Regions from separate parts of the Mus musculus genome. Here region 2 is linked to region 1. The links are chromatin contacts, called in public promoter capture Hi-C maps. All regions are on one chromosome and are shown on one strand. The core of a region is the stretch at or near the end of the contact, and the rest is flanking DNA. Distances in the headings are between cores, read along the strand shown. Region 1 holds the start of Rln3 (relaxin 3). Region 2 has its middle 38 kb from the start of Ccdc130.

Region 1 (6,893 bases), core at 2,106-4,605:
TACAGCACTGCATGTACAGATATGTGTGCTAACCAGACATTCATGCACATAAATCAAATGAAATACAAAGATGGGGCTGGCTGGAGAGGTGGCTCAGCGGTTGAGAGCAGGTGTTGCTCTTCCAGAGGACTTGGGTTCTCAGTGCCCACATGGGACTCACGATTCCTATAACTCCAGTTCTGACCTCTTCAGATACCAGGCACTTGGTGGAACACAGACAGACTCATGCACATAAACTAAATCTAAAAGAATTTTTTAAGTGAAGGAAATTTTAAAAAAAAGAATTTGAGGATATCAAGTTGACATCTCATTGGAAGGTTGAACTCAGGCGGTGGCGGTGGCGGCGGCAGCGGCAGCAGCAGCAGCAGCAGCAGCACACTCCTTTATTCCTAGCACTGGAGAAGTGGAGGCAGGTAGGACTCTGAGTTCATGACCAGCCTGGTTTACAGAGTGAATTCCAGGGCTATACAGAGAAACTCTGTCTGGAAAAAACAAAACAAACAAGCAAGCAAGAAAGTTTGAAATCAGCTGTTGCAGACAAGCACTTCAGAGCAGCACCTGGAAGCTGTTGGCTGAACTTCCCAGCTGGCTGCTGGAGGAAGCACCGTAGTTTCAACTACCAGGGAGGCTGAAGCAGGAGGAGAGCAAAATTAAGGCCAACTTAGGCTACAGAATAAGCTCAAGGTCAAACGGGCAACTCAGTGAGACACTGTCTTGAGTAAGACAGCGGTGGCAGGGAGGGCTGGCAAGATGTCAGGGTAGATAAAGGTGCCTGCCACCAAGCCTGGGTTCAAGTCCCAGGATTCATGTGGTGGAATAAGAAAGCTGATCTCAAGCCGGGCGTGGTGGCACACGCCTTTAATCCCAGCACTCAGGAGGCAGAGGCAGGCAGATTTCTGAGTTTGAGGCCAGCCTGGTCTACAAAGTGAGTTCCAGGACAGCCAGGGCTACACAGAGAAACCCTATCTCACACACACACACACACACACACACACACACACACACACACACACACACACACACACACACACAAAACAAAAAAAACCAAAAAACAAAAAAACAAAAACCAAAAAAGAACAAAAACCAAAACAAAACAAAAAACCAAAAGAGAGCTGATCTCTACAAGTTGTCCTCCAACCTTTACATGCACACCATGGCACACATCCTCATTAGATGGATGGATGGACAGATGGATAGATAGATAGATAGATAGATTGATTGATTGATAGTAGATAAAATGAAATTATAAGTCTCAATTTTTAAAAGAAATTTAAGTTCTTGGGATGCAGCTGTGTAAGCCCTTTCATAGCAGGTGCAGGGCCTTGAGCCTAATAATCAGTGTATATAAAATACACCCCCCTCCCTTCTCTCTCTCTCTCTCTCTCTCTCTCTCTTTCTCTTTCTCTTTCTCTCTCTCTCTCTCTCTCTCCCCGTCTCTTCTCCCATCTCTGCCCTCTTGCTGCCATAGAAAGAAAGCTAAGAAAAATAAGTGGTAGGGGTGGGAGAATTCACCACAGGTTCAGGGCTTTTACTTTAAAATAATTTTGATATGTGCATAGGTGTTTTGCCTGCATGCTTGTCTGTATAACATTTGCATGTCTGGTACCTGCAGAGGCCAGAAGAGGGCGTCAGATTCCCTGGACGTAGAATTACTACTGATGGTTGTGAGCTGCCATGTGGGTGCTGGGAACTAAACCTAGGTCTTCTGGAAGAGCATCCAGTACACATAAACTCTGAGCCATCTCTGTCTCTCCAGCCCTAAGGTCATTCCAGGCCACCCCAGAACTGCAGAGGGGCTGAGAGGCAGCACAGTGATAAGAGCATTTTCTTCTTGTGTGGGGACCCAAGTTCTGTTCCCAGCAGCCATGTCAGCAGCACAGCCTGTAATTCGAATTCCAAGAGTTTGATGCCCACTTTTGGCCTCTACAAAAACCCACATAAATGTGGTGCACACAGACACACTCACACAGAGACACACATACACATGCACACACAAAGACACATAAATAAATATACTTACATAATTCTAAAACAATAAACAAAATTGGACTTTTTTTTTTTCAAGACAGGGTTTCTCTGTGTAGCCCTGACTGTCCTGGAACTCACTCTGTAGACCAGGCTGGCCTCGAACTCAGAAATCCGCCTGTCTCTGCCTCCCAAGTGCTGGGATTAAAGGCGTGTGCCATCACCGCCCGGCTAAAATTGGACTTTTAAAGACAGGGTCTCTGCAGGGCGGTGGTGGCACACACCTATAAGCCCAGCACTTGGGAGGCAGAGGCAGGAGGACTTCTGAGTTCAAGACCAGCCTGGTCTACAAAGTGAATTCCAGGACAGCCAGGGCTATACAGAGAAACCCTGTCTCGAAAAAACAACAAAACAAAACAAAACAAAACAACAACAAAAAAACCCTGTCTCAAAAATACAACAACAAAAAAATAAATAAAAGAAAGGAAGGAAGAAAGAAAGAAAGAAAGAAAGAAAGGAAGGAAGGGAGAGAGAGAGAGAGAGAGAGAAAGAAAGAAAGAAAGAAAGAAAGAAAGAAAGAAAGAAAGGAAGGAAGGAAGGAAGGAAGGAAGGAAGGAAGGAAGGAAGGAAGGAAGGAAGGAAGGAAGAAAGTAAGTGTAACCCTGGCTGGCCTGGAACTCACTATGTAAACTAGACTGGCCGCAAACTCAGAGATCCACCTGTCTCTGCTCCTGAGTGCTGGGTGTATGCCATCATGCCTAGCAAGAATAAGATTTTTAAAAGCAAAATGTGATGTTTCACACCTGAAACCTCAACACTGGGAGGGGGAACTGTGATTAGGATGTAAAATAAACAAATACATTTATTTATTTATTTAAAAAAATTTTTTAAAATTGTTATTTATGTCTGTATATGTGCACATATGTATATGCATGTGCATGCGGGCTCCTGATGGGGGCATAGAATCCCCTGGAGCTGGAGTTACAGGCAATTGTGAGTTGCCTGCTTTGGGTAGTGGGCACCAAACTCAGGCCATCTGGAAGAGCAGAAATCCTTATCTACTGTGCCATCTCTCCAGATCAGAGGAGAGTTTGAGGATAGCCAGGTTAGGAGATTCTGTCTAAGAAGAAAGGAGAGGTGGTGGCTTTCTCCTATAATCCCAAAACTTAGTAGTAGACTGAAGCAGGAAACTTGCTCGGTGTGGAAGATGACAGAGAGCTGAGCCATGTCACCCTGTCTGCGTGAAAGGTTATCTCTTAGCAAGGAGATGGTAAAGGTCAGGTTGCCAACTGCCTCCCCTCTGCTCAGAAGATAACCCAGGTCAGCGGGCGGCGCTGGGAGCCAGCCTGTATAAATAGGGGATCGGAGGTGGTGCAGATAGAGCACCTGGGTCGCAGGCATCTCAGCTGATCATGGCAATGCTCGGGCTGCTGCTGCTGGCTTCCTGGGCTCTCCTCGGGGCTCTGGGGCTGCAGGCCGAGGCGAGGCCGGCGCCCTACGGGGTGAAGCTCTGCGGTCGGGAGTTCATCCGCGCGGTCATCTTCACTTGCGGAGGCTCACGATGGCGCCGGGCGGACATCTTGGCCCACGAATCTCTGGGTGAGTGCTAGGCAATCAACCTGGAACAGGTGTCCTGGTAAGCGCAAAGCCAAACAGGCTGCATGGGCCAGGCATGGTTAGTTCCAAACTCTTGGGAGGTGGTAACAGAAAAAACTCACATTTAAAGGCAGCCTGGGCTACAGGGTAGAATCCCTGCCTAGCCATGTGCAGTGAAACACCTCTGCCTGCCTTTAAGCTTCCTCGGGACCAGGATGGTACAATTGAGGTAGCTGGAAGCCAGGCATCTTGGGGTTAAAGGCAGGGGTGTGGAAATCAGAAAGCCATTAGGCTACCTTTTCCTGGCTGTGTGTAGCATGACACCACACAGAGGTGCCGCTGCCCCTAAGGTGCCTCCCTTTGGGTGAGGGCACATCAGGTTTTTTTATCCCAGTCTGCCGAGAGGGAGCGGGATGCTAGGCACAGGGCTTGATTTCGCCACCTTCTGGCCTCTCTAGCCCTTGCTACCTCCTGCAGAGACCATTCCTGGTGAAATGGTAGACCCAGTGGGTGAGACCTTGCAGAATTCTTTAACGGGGCAGACTGTTTAGTGTGGCTGGAGCAGCAGGAGGCCAATCAGGAGAGTGCAGCTCCTTAGAGGCGAGACAAAAGAGGCGACACAGTGGGCTTGGGAGACTGTGATTAGAATCCCAACACTCTGGGAAGCTGAGGCAGGATGGTCATGAACTCAAGGACAGCCTAAGACCCTGTCTCAAAAAAAAAAAAATCGCAAAACCAAAAAACGGAGTGGAGGAGGAGGAAGAAGATGATGATGAAAGAGAGATGTGTGGGTGGTGAATGATGGACAGACAGATGGATGCATGCGCAGGTTAGGAGTGTGCCTGCCTCAAAACAGTAGCTCTATGGCTAAATGGCTGTGTCCTCACACAAGCCTGATGAGGAGCCAGGGTCCCAATTAGTGAATAGTAAGTAGGTGGCAACAGCAGCAAACTCAGTAGCTGTCACTGAGAGGCTGGAAGAAGTGAATTCGGTAAAGCAAACAAGACGGTCAATAAATGATCAGTGTTCACTTGAGTGCTCCTCATGTATCCCATAGTATTGTGCTTTTGCGGGCATCCAGTCTGATACTCCTGACAAAGCCAAAAAAAAAAAAAGTAGAAGTTATTATTATCTCCCCTCCCCCTCCCCTGCTTTGTGGAAAAGAAAACTGAGCCTAGGAGGGAGACGGAAGTAATGTCATTTACTATTCTGATTTAGGGAGCCTAGCTCCCAAATGCATATTTTCATCTACGCCGTCCACATTAAATAAAGAATCGCATGAACTCAGTGACAGGAAAGTCCAGCTTAGCACTGAAACTGACAACAGAGCCAGCATTTGAACCCTCGAGGGGATGAAATCAAACTCAGAACCGCAACCTTGATCCTCCAGACTGGAGATGTAAGTGGGCTAAGCCCTGATTCTTCCTCTTTGCTTTTGCAGGGGACTTCTTCGCTGATGGAGAAGCCAATACAGACCACCTGGCCAGCGAGCTGGATGAAGCGGTGGGCTCCAGCGAGTGGCTGGCCCTAACCAAATCCCCCCAGGCTTTCTACGGTGGTCGAGCCAGCTGGCAAGGGTCACCTGGAGTGGTTCGGGGCAGCAGAGATGTGTTGGCTGGCCTTTCCAGCAGTTGCTGCGAGTGGGGCTGTAGCAAGAGCCAAATTAGCAGCTTGTGCTAGGATCAGGGTTGAGCAATGGAGAAGCGGGCCGTGCCTGCAAGCTGCTGTCAGCTGTGCGATGTTCAAGAGCATTCCTACAGGCGAGGCACCAAGGGGTCCACTGTCTCCTTACAGACCCTCTGCCAAGATGCATACACTACTTGCCAACCTTTCCCCACCTTGCTGCCGGCCCCTCCTCTATCCAGCCAAACAGAAACTTGTTTTTCATGGCTGAGTTCTTCCGTGCCACAACCTCACCCCCAGCAGCCCAGCAGCAACCAGATGCCCATCTTCTTAAACTGGCTACACTAGAGTCTGCCCCACCTCCACCCTCAGTCCGGCCCTAATTGTCGCCACTGTCCCTGGCTAACCTCCCCCCCACCCCAAAACAGAGCCCCTGGTCCTCAGTACTCAGACTTCCTCACCACATAAAATAAAGGTTCAGTTCTGAGCATTTGCACGCGTGCGTATCATTGCTGGGGGTGGGCGGATTTGGGGACTTCCCGCCAGGGGCGGGGTGGCTTCCTTCCCGCAGGCTGTAAGCCCCAAGCCTGGTGGTGTCACTTGTCCCTGGGAGCCATGAACCGGCTCCGGGTTGCACGCCTCACGCCGTTGGAGCTTCTGCTGTCGCTGATGTCGCTGCTGCTCGGGACGCGGCCCCACGGTGAGCAGCTTCGTGAGTGGCTGGCTCGGGGTCACAGTTGTAGGGCATCGGGAACTGGGCGACAACAGGATGTAGCAGGTCGGAAAGGGGCCCGGGACTCCCTCTGCGCCATCCCAGCACGTGCCAGGCCCTGCGCTCCGGTACTGCACTACCACTGTACCAGAGGATGGACGCATCCACAGTCCAGCAAGTTCAGGCCCCGGGGAACTTGACCACGGTCCTCTCGGCTCTCTGCGCCCCTGCAGGCAGTCCAGGTCCACTGCAGTGCTACAGCGTCGGTCCCCTGGGAATCCTGAACTGCTCCTGGGAACCTTTGGGCGACCTGGAGACTCCACCTGTGCTGTATCACCAGAGTCAGAAATAGTGAGTACCCTGGAGTGGTCTAGGGGAAACTGAGGACGGAAAGTGGTCACTCAGATTTCAAGCGAATTTTGTTAAGAGGATCACCGCCCGCCCCTCAGTCCGGCTACTGAGAATTCGGTCCACACTCTCACAACCCTCAGGCTAGCCCACTCATTCCCTTATGGCATAACTCAGGTCTGACCACTTTCCCTCTCTCAACCCCCACCCCCACCCCCACAGTAATGACGGCACAGGCCTGCCATGATTGATTCTGCCCATCAGCACGGTAGGCACATGGCAAAGAAAAACTGCTGAGCACTAGAAAGCAGGTTAATATCGTTGTTGTACGACATCGGGCAGGTAACTTGAATTTCTGAGTTCACTCTAAGCAGCATGGTGACACACACCTGCAAACACAGCTCTTGGAAGATGGAGGCAAGAAAATCAGGAGTTCAAGAGCGACCTCAGCTTCACAACAAGTTTGAGATCAGCGTGGGCTGTAAGAAACTGTCTCAAAAAAAAAAAAAAGTCAGTGTAGCGCTTGTAATCACAACAACAATAGCTGGTTCTGGTATGGTTTGGGGTTCAGGGTCCAGGGGAGAGTGTATCTGGAAACTTCATTTCAATTGCGCTAAGTAAAGGACAAAGAAAAAGCACCTTGGGAGGA
Region 2 (6,893 bases), core at 2,751-5,250, 260 kb before region 1:
ATAAATAAATCTTTAAAAAAAAAAAAAAAAAAAAAGGAGAGCTGCAATGTCACAGCTGCCTGGAAGGAAGAAGCTGGAAAGAGAAGAAACAGAAGCCATGTGACTGGAGAGGAGACTGGAGGTCAGAGGGCAGCCATCTGGTGATGGCAGTCACATAGCAGGGAAAGGGAATTTTACTTCCTTCTCAGATCTCCAGTGGATGTTGAAGACTGGCTATAGTCTCATAATTGAACCTAAGTTGTTTAGCATGTTCCAGATTTGAAAGAATGGATTTCAGATGGTAATACAAGTTAAAAATCAACTTAATTCAGGCACAGAATTGCAAACTCTTTAAGTTAGGATAGATGGTAAAGTACTGTATTGACAAAATTGATGGACTGGCTATTAAGTGTACATCATACCTTATAATTTACATAATCATTACAGTTGTGTTCAACTTATTTCTAAGAGAAATGGGCCTTTTTAATTGGACAAAAAGGGGAAAATATAGTGGGTTTGGCCAAATGCTGCTTGTATTATGTTTATTTGGGTCCCCAAAACTGTTTGCGCAAGAGTCCAAATGGAAGACACTAAGAGACTCTGTCCCTTAGTTGGTTCTTATTGGTAAATAAAGATGCCAGCAGCCGATGACTGGGCAGGGCAGACAGAGGTGGGACTTTTGGGATTCCTGGGAGAGGGACTGAGAGGAAAGGAGGAGGGAGACCCACCATGCCAGGAGAGGTGAAGGAGAGGAGACGCCAAGCTGAAGGAGGTTCGGGACAGAGAGCATACTGCCACACAGAAGCTGAGGGACAGGGACTGGGTCCAGGGCAGCAAAGATGGAATATAGATTCTTGCAAGTAATAACTTTGGGGTATCTGAAAGAGGTGGATTAGACAAATGGAGGTTAGGAAGTGGCCCAATCATTGAGCAATTTTAGGCATATCAAAATATAAAGGTAACTATAACCTGACAGCTAGAAAAAGCTTTCATAGATGTAATCTGTTACCTCCTTACCTAAGCTTGGTTTCCATTAATTAAAAGTTTTTCATATTTCTTCTTCTTGCTATGCCACAGTCCTAACACTATTCCTATAGACTATACATGTTGTTAACCCATGTTGTTATCTCTTTTGTAAACGTATAAGCTACAGGAAACCCGCTCAGATCTACCTCTCATGGACCAAATAGACTCCATCCAGATAAGTCCATTTGCTAATCAATAGCCTACAGTTCCCACTTACTACCTATTCCTGAGGGTGGATTCCTCTGGGTTTCAAATGTACATCTAAGAAAAAAAATTAATCTCTACCTTTAATATATGTGTGTGTGTTTCAGCATCTTGTCAAATCCAAGCACTTACTACATTCAAGACAGCTCCAGAGAAGCAACCTACAGATGCTCCAATCTTCTCTCACAGACACAGACACAGACACGCACAGGCACAGGCACAGGCACAGGCACAGGCACAGGCACAGGCACAGGCACAGGCACAGGCACAGGCTCAGGCACAGACTCACACAGGCACAGGCACAGGCACAGGCACAGGCACAGGCACAGGCACAGGCACAGGCTCAGGCACAGACTCACACAGGCACAGGCACAGGCACAGGCACAGGCACAGGCACAGGCTCAGGCACAGACTCACACAGGCACAGGCACAGGCACAGGCACAGGCACAGGCACAGGCACAGGCTCAGGCACAGACTCACACAGGCACAGGCACAGGCACAGGCACAGGCACAGGCTCAGGCACAGACTCACACAGGCACAGGCACAGGCACAGGCACAGGCACAGGCACAGGCACAGGCACAGGCACAGGCACAGGCACAGGCACAGGCACAGGCACAGGCACAGGCACAGGCACAGGCACAGACTCACACAGGCACAGGCACAGGCACAGGCACAGGCACAGGCACAGGCACAGACACTTCTATTAGATCTGTTCCTTCTGACCTATCCTCAGATGGCTCCACAGACCATGGACAACAAGGAAACAGCCAACTCTAAGACTGGACAAATATTCCCATTCTCTTAGGTTCCCTAGAGACACGTTGCCCCAATGCCAGAATGAAGTAGCCAGAGATCACAATGACCCTATTCCTGCTCCACCATCAGCTCTTTCTAATTTTTCCTTTTGTAATTAAACCAAAATAGGGGAATGTGAGCATTCTGTCTAAGCTCCACCCCACAGTTACCTTGCAACAGCCAGGTATGGCTGACTCACTATGAAAGGGGCTGTTTGTCCCCTCCTCGCTCTCTTGGTCTCTTGCTCTTCTCTTGCTCTTCCCTTCCCCCTTTTGTCCCCCCATTCCCTTGCCCAACCCTCCATGTACTCATAGCCAGCCTTTACTCCTCTTCTCTCTCTCTCTCTCTCTCTCTCTCTCTCTCTCTCTCTCTCTCTCTCTCTCTCTCTCTCTCTCTCTCTCTCTCTCTCTCTCCCTCTGCCTTTTTCTGCCTCTACTACCCTCTTAACCTCCCCGCTTGCCTTGAATAAGTACTATTCTATACTATACCGTGTGGCTGGTCCCTGGGGAGGGGGAAGGGCTGCCTCAGCATGGGCTCACTGAAGCACTCCCTTTCCCCATTCCTCACCACACCTCCATAGAAATATTTTTACCTGTTTATAAACACATCAATAGGTACAATATAGACTTTGTTATTTTATTTTACACCTTTTTTTGTTTATTAAAATTTTATTATAAATAATTTGTGATTTTAAAAAAATCACTGCATGAAATTACAGACACAAAATGTATCCACCTCAATGAACTTCTGTTCAGTTGGAACAGCCATTCTGAAACTGGAGTTTCACTTTGGCCAGGCTGGCCTTGAACTTACCACTCTCTTGCCTTAGCGTCCTAAGTGGGACTCACAGGCCTGTCCCACTATAACTGCTTCCTGGTGGCTTAACTGGTTGCTTTATGTTTTCTGTAAAAGGCCAGAAGGTTTTGGTTTGCAGGCCATGTGGCCTCTGTTGCTCTGATGCAATAAATCCTGCTCTGCTGCTGCAAGTGACAATAAACTTAAACAGTACAGACAGAAAGCCTGTTGCTCAGCAGATAAGTGGGGACTGGCTTAGCTTGTGCCCTTGGGGTATTCAGGCACCAGTGCAAGCTGGGGTGCGGGGGGGGGGGAGGACTTCTCCGAGGAGGTTTTTAGAGTTACAGCTCTCTTTATTCAGGGGTAAATAAGGGCTGTATAAACCTTGGGGAGTGGGTAGGGGTTTCCAAGGTGTGTGTACATTACTGACTGGGGGTGAGGTGCTGGGAATGCTTCATTTACACAAAGAAGAATTCCAGGTGCTTGCTGTAGGGAGAAGAGAAGTTAAACTTGTAATATGGCCATCAGGCTATGTGACTATATCAAGAGTGATGAAGGTGGGAGTCCCAAGGATAGCACTGTGGCATCAGACAGGGAGGTGAGCGAGCCTTACTCTTGCTGTCTCAGAATGAGATTTTCGGGTTTTGGACTTGTCAGGGCCTAAGTCTTGCTCCAGGCATGCTCCCTGACAACCATTCCACATCTCGTGGGTCAGTTTGTATCACAATTAAGAAAGCATACTGTGCTTCCAGAGACCTGAGATTGGTATCCAGCATCCCTGTATCAGGCAGATTAAAGCTATATGTAACTCCAGCTCCAGGCCTCTGCAGGCACCAGACATGAGCATACCCGACTATAGCTCAGTTGGCAGAGGCCCTGAGTTTTCAACAATAACCAGGCATGGTACCACAAGTCTGTCATCTCAGTATTGTTCTTGTGACTTTCCTGTATGTCTGAACACAGCCTAAATGAAATGCTAGTAAAATGTCATACAGTTTATTGCTGGGGTTTATGTGTTTGCATGAGTGTCTGCCACTCATATGCAGGTGCCCTTAGAAGGCAGAAGAAGGTGTCCAATCTCCTGGAGCTAGAGATTCCAGTGAATGGGGTACAGCCACCCAGTAGGGATGCTGAGAACAGGCAAATGTGCATACTCACACCTACAATCCCAGCTCTTGTATAGTGTTTTGCATGAGAATGTCCCCCACAGGCTCCTGTATTTGAACACTTAGTCTGGTGTTGGTGCTGATGTTTGGGGAGACCCAGAAGGTGTGGCCTTGCTTGAGGAAGTATCTCACTGGAAGTAGGCTTTGAGCATTTACACTCTCTGCTTTGTGTCTGGGGTTCAAGATGTGAACTTTCCGCTTGCGGATTCGGCCACGATGCCTGCTTCCATGTTGTCCCCAGCCATCATGGCTTCTAACCCTTGTGGAACCAAATAAACTCCTCCTTCCTGTAAGTTGCCTTGGTCATAGTGTTGTATCACAGCAGAAGTAACTAACACAACTTGAAAAGCTGGAGGACTGAAGCAACTTCTAGGCCAGCCTGGAATATAGAGTATGAGACTGTCTCAAAATACAAAAACAACATGTTGGGCTTCTTAAAATACTAATTAATTGATTGATTTGGGGGAGGAGGAGCTTGTCTGCCCTGGTTTGCATACAGAGACAAAAGACAATCTGTTAGAGTCAGTCCTTTCCTTCCACCATATGGATGTCAGAGATCCAACTTACAGCACCAGGCTCAGGGGAAAGTCCCTTTACCTGATGATGTTTCACTACACACACACACACACACACACCGTTCTGAGACAGTCTCATGTAGCCCAGGCTGGTCTGGAACTCCCTATGTAGATGAGGATAGCCTTGAGCCTCCAGTCTTCCTGTCTCCACCTCCTGAGTTCTGAGATTTTACAGGCATGCTTTACCACACACAGTTCATGTGGCCCTGGGGATGGAATCTAAGGCCTCATGCAGTTTAGGCAAACATTTTACCAACTGAGCTATGGCTAACTAATTTTTTCAAACTTTATTTTAAATAATGGTTCTTAAATGCTTAGCTTGAATATTTTAACCTCCCTTGTCGCCCACCACCCAGGTAGTGGAAAAGAAAGGATTCAGGGTGGGAGTGGGGTAGGGGAGAGCGGACCTTTTTTTAGAGAGGTTCTTTGGAGCAACTCCCATCTGTGTTGTCTGGAAATCGGCAGTTCAGTTCACAGGCAGCGGCAGCTCAATCCACTCACAAACATTTCAGGGATACACCAGCCATCTAGTTTGGTAGAGCTGAATTAGCAACAGCGGTGACATGACCTAGCAGAGACAGCCAGGCCTCAGCCTCAGCTTGAGTCAGCAGGAGGGACCAACAGGAACACCAGGAGTTCTCTGCTGTGCCTCTCTCAGGGAAGTAAAGATCAGTGAAGACTAGAGACCTACAAGCATTGCACAGCTAGCTGTACTAACAAGCCAAGCTCTGTCTCTGTCTCTCCATGGAGTCCATTTATACCCTTTAAGCATCACATGTCCTCCACGTGCCTTGCCACAGCACAGGTCTTGCCTCCAATCAGCCTGAATCCAAGGAAGTAGGCAAGAAACTGCAGTACACCACTAGAAATTTTTTGGAGTACTTCTCTGGACAGAGTTCCAACAAATGCAGCAGTGTAAGGTGGACCAATTCATGTGCGTTATTAGCAAAGAATCCTTCATCACGTGCCCTTTCGTGTGCTTCCTTTAGCAGAACATCCTCTCTCCTGTATCTGCTTCAGTGAAACATTCCTTCACTAGTCTGCCTTAGTCATTCTCCTGTGTCCACTTTAACGAAATGTTCCTTCACATGTTCACCCCAGCAAAACACCATCCAACTGACTTTCCAAAGAACCCTTCAGGTTCCACTTCAGCCCAGTCCCGGAGTTTTGACTATTTCAAATAAATGTCTTTGAGTGCTGGGTATGTTAGCACATACATTTAATCCCAGCACTCAGAAGACAAAGGCAAGTGGATCTAGAGCTTGGTCTACATAGTAAGTTCCAGGACAGCCAGGGCTACCAATGAGGCCCAGAGGAAAGGGACCTCGAAAAAGGAGACATACGGACAGGACAGAGTGGAGGGTGCTGTGGCTTAGATGTAAAATGTCCCCCTTAGGCACTCTCTCTTTCGACACTCAGGTCCCAAATGTGGTGCTATTTGGAGAAGTTGAGGAACCTTTGGGAAGTGGAGTCTTCCTGGAGGAAGCATGTCCCTGGGAACACATTCCTGGAAGGTCTTGAAATTTATTTATTTTATTGCTAGGCCCCTCCTGATCACTCTTTGATCCCTGCATGGGGATACAATGTAACCTGCATGGGATACAATGTAACCAGCTCCTCTCACTTTCCCCTCCATGACAGACTATGTCTTCTTGGACTGTAAACGCCAATAAACCCTTCCTCTCTTTTAATTTTTATTTAGGGGTGTGTGTGTGTGTGTGTGTGTGTGTGTGTGTGTGTGTGTGTGTGTGTGTACAGGTGCACTATTTGTGTGCAAGTATTCTGAGAGGCCAGAGGCCAAACCTCTGGAGCTGGAGTTATAGGCAGTTAGGAGCCACCTGACTTGGGTGCTGGAAACTGAACCCAGGTCCTCTGGAGCAGCAAGCATCTTAACTGCTGAGCTGGCTCTCCAGCCCCTTAAGTTGCTTCTTGGCATGTTCTTGGTCACGGCGCAAGCAGTACTGAAGATAGTGGGCAAGGAATACTGCCAAATGCCAGAAATAGGGCTGTCCAAGCAACCCGTGCATATATATGAACATGCCAGAACACACAAATGGAAGCTAGGGGACAGCCTGTGGGAACTGGTTCTCTTCTTCTACCATGGAGCTACCAGAGATTGAACTTGAGTCACCAGGCTTAGCAATAAGCACCTTTACCCTCTTCACGATCTCACTGGCCCCGAGAGCCTGTTTTTAAAAGCAAAGAAAGGGTTAAGCACAGGGGTTACATCTGTAATCCCAGTATTTGGAAGGCAGAGGCAAGAGAAGGCAGGAGTTCAATGCAAGCCTGGGCTACAGGAGACTCAACAAACAAGCAACAAAAAAGGGGGGATCATGAGCTGAGATGTGTG

The links. Promoter capture Hi-C pulls out the DNA fragments that hold promoters and counts their contacts.
Region 2: a promoter capture Hi-C map of embryonic stem cells shows a contact between it and region 1, with 2.8 times the contacts expected there. The contact joins the enhancer-like site here to the promoter of Rln3 in region 1. A contact is called at or near these places in 17 of 39 promoter capture datasets (3T3-L1-derived adipocytes, the HPC-7 cell line, HPC-7-derived erythroid cells and 12 more), 1 of 15 datasets of contacts at CTCF or cohesin (the NIH/3T3 cell line), 5 of 484 Hi-C or Micro-C datasets (the G1E-ER4 cell line, bone marrow-derived macrophages, cerebellum and 2 more), 2 of 115 datasets of contacts at active chromatin or transcription factors (embryonic stem cells and microglia) and 4 of 9 other capture datasets (adipose tissue, liver, macrophages and 1 more).

The regions. Positions count from the first base shown.
Region 1 is chr8:84,041,441-84,048,333 of GRCm38.p6, reverse strand. Rln3 (relaxin 3) reads left to right here and starts at 3,355. Exons shown (of 2, transcript NM_173184.1): 1 at 3,355-3,564; 2 at 5,003-5,267. The coding sequence starts at 3,378. The coding sequence ends at 5,241. It overlaps Il27ra (interleukin 27 receptor, alpha), which reads left to right and starts at 5,759. Exons shown (of 14, transcript NM_016671.3): 1 at 5,759-5,884; 2 at 6,130-6,247. The coding sequence starts at 5,800.
Region 2 is chr8:84,304,633-84,311,525 of GRCm38.p6, reverse strand. No RefSeq gene overlaps it. Among named protein-coding and RNA genes, the nearest start is that of Ccdc130, 38 kb to the right of the region's middle. Within about 2 kb of position 4,000, at least 5 of the 459 cell types and tissues checked have an H3K27ac peak or open chromatin away from gene starts, as enhancers often do. A contact at or near this core is called in embryonic stem cells, where this site is marked.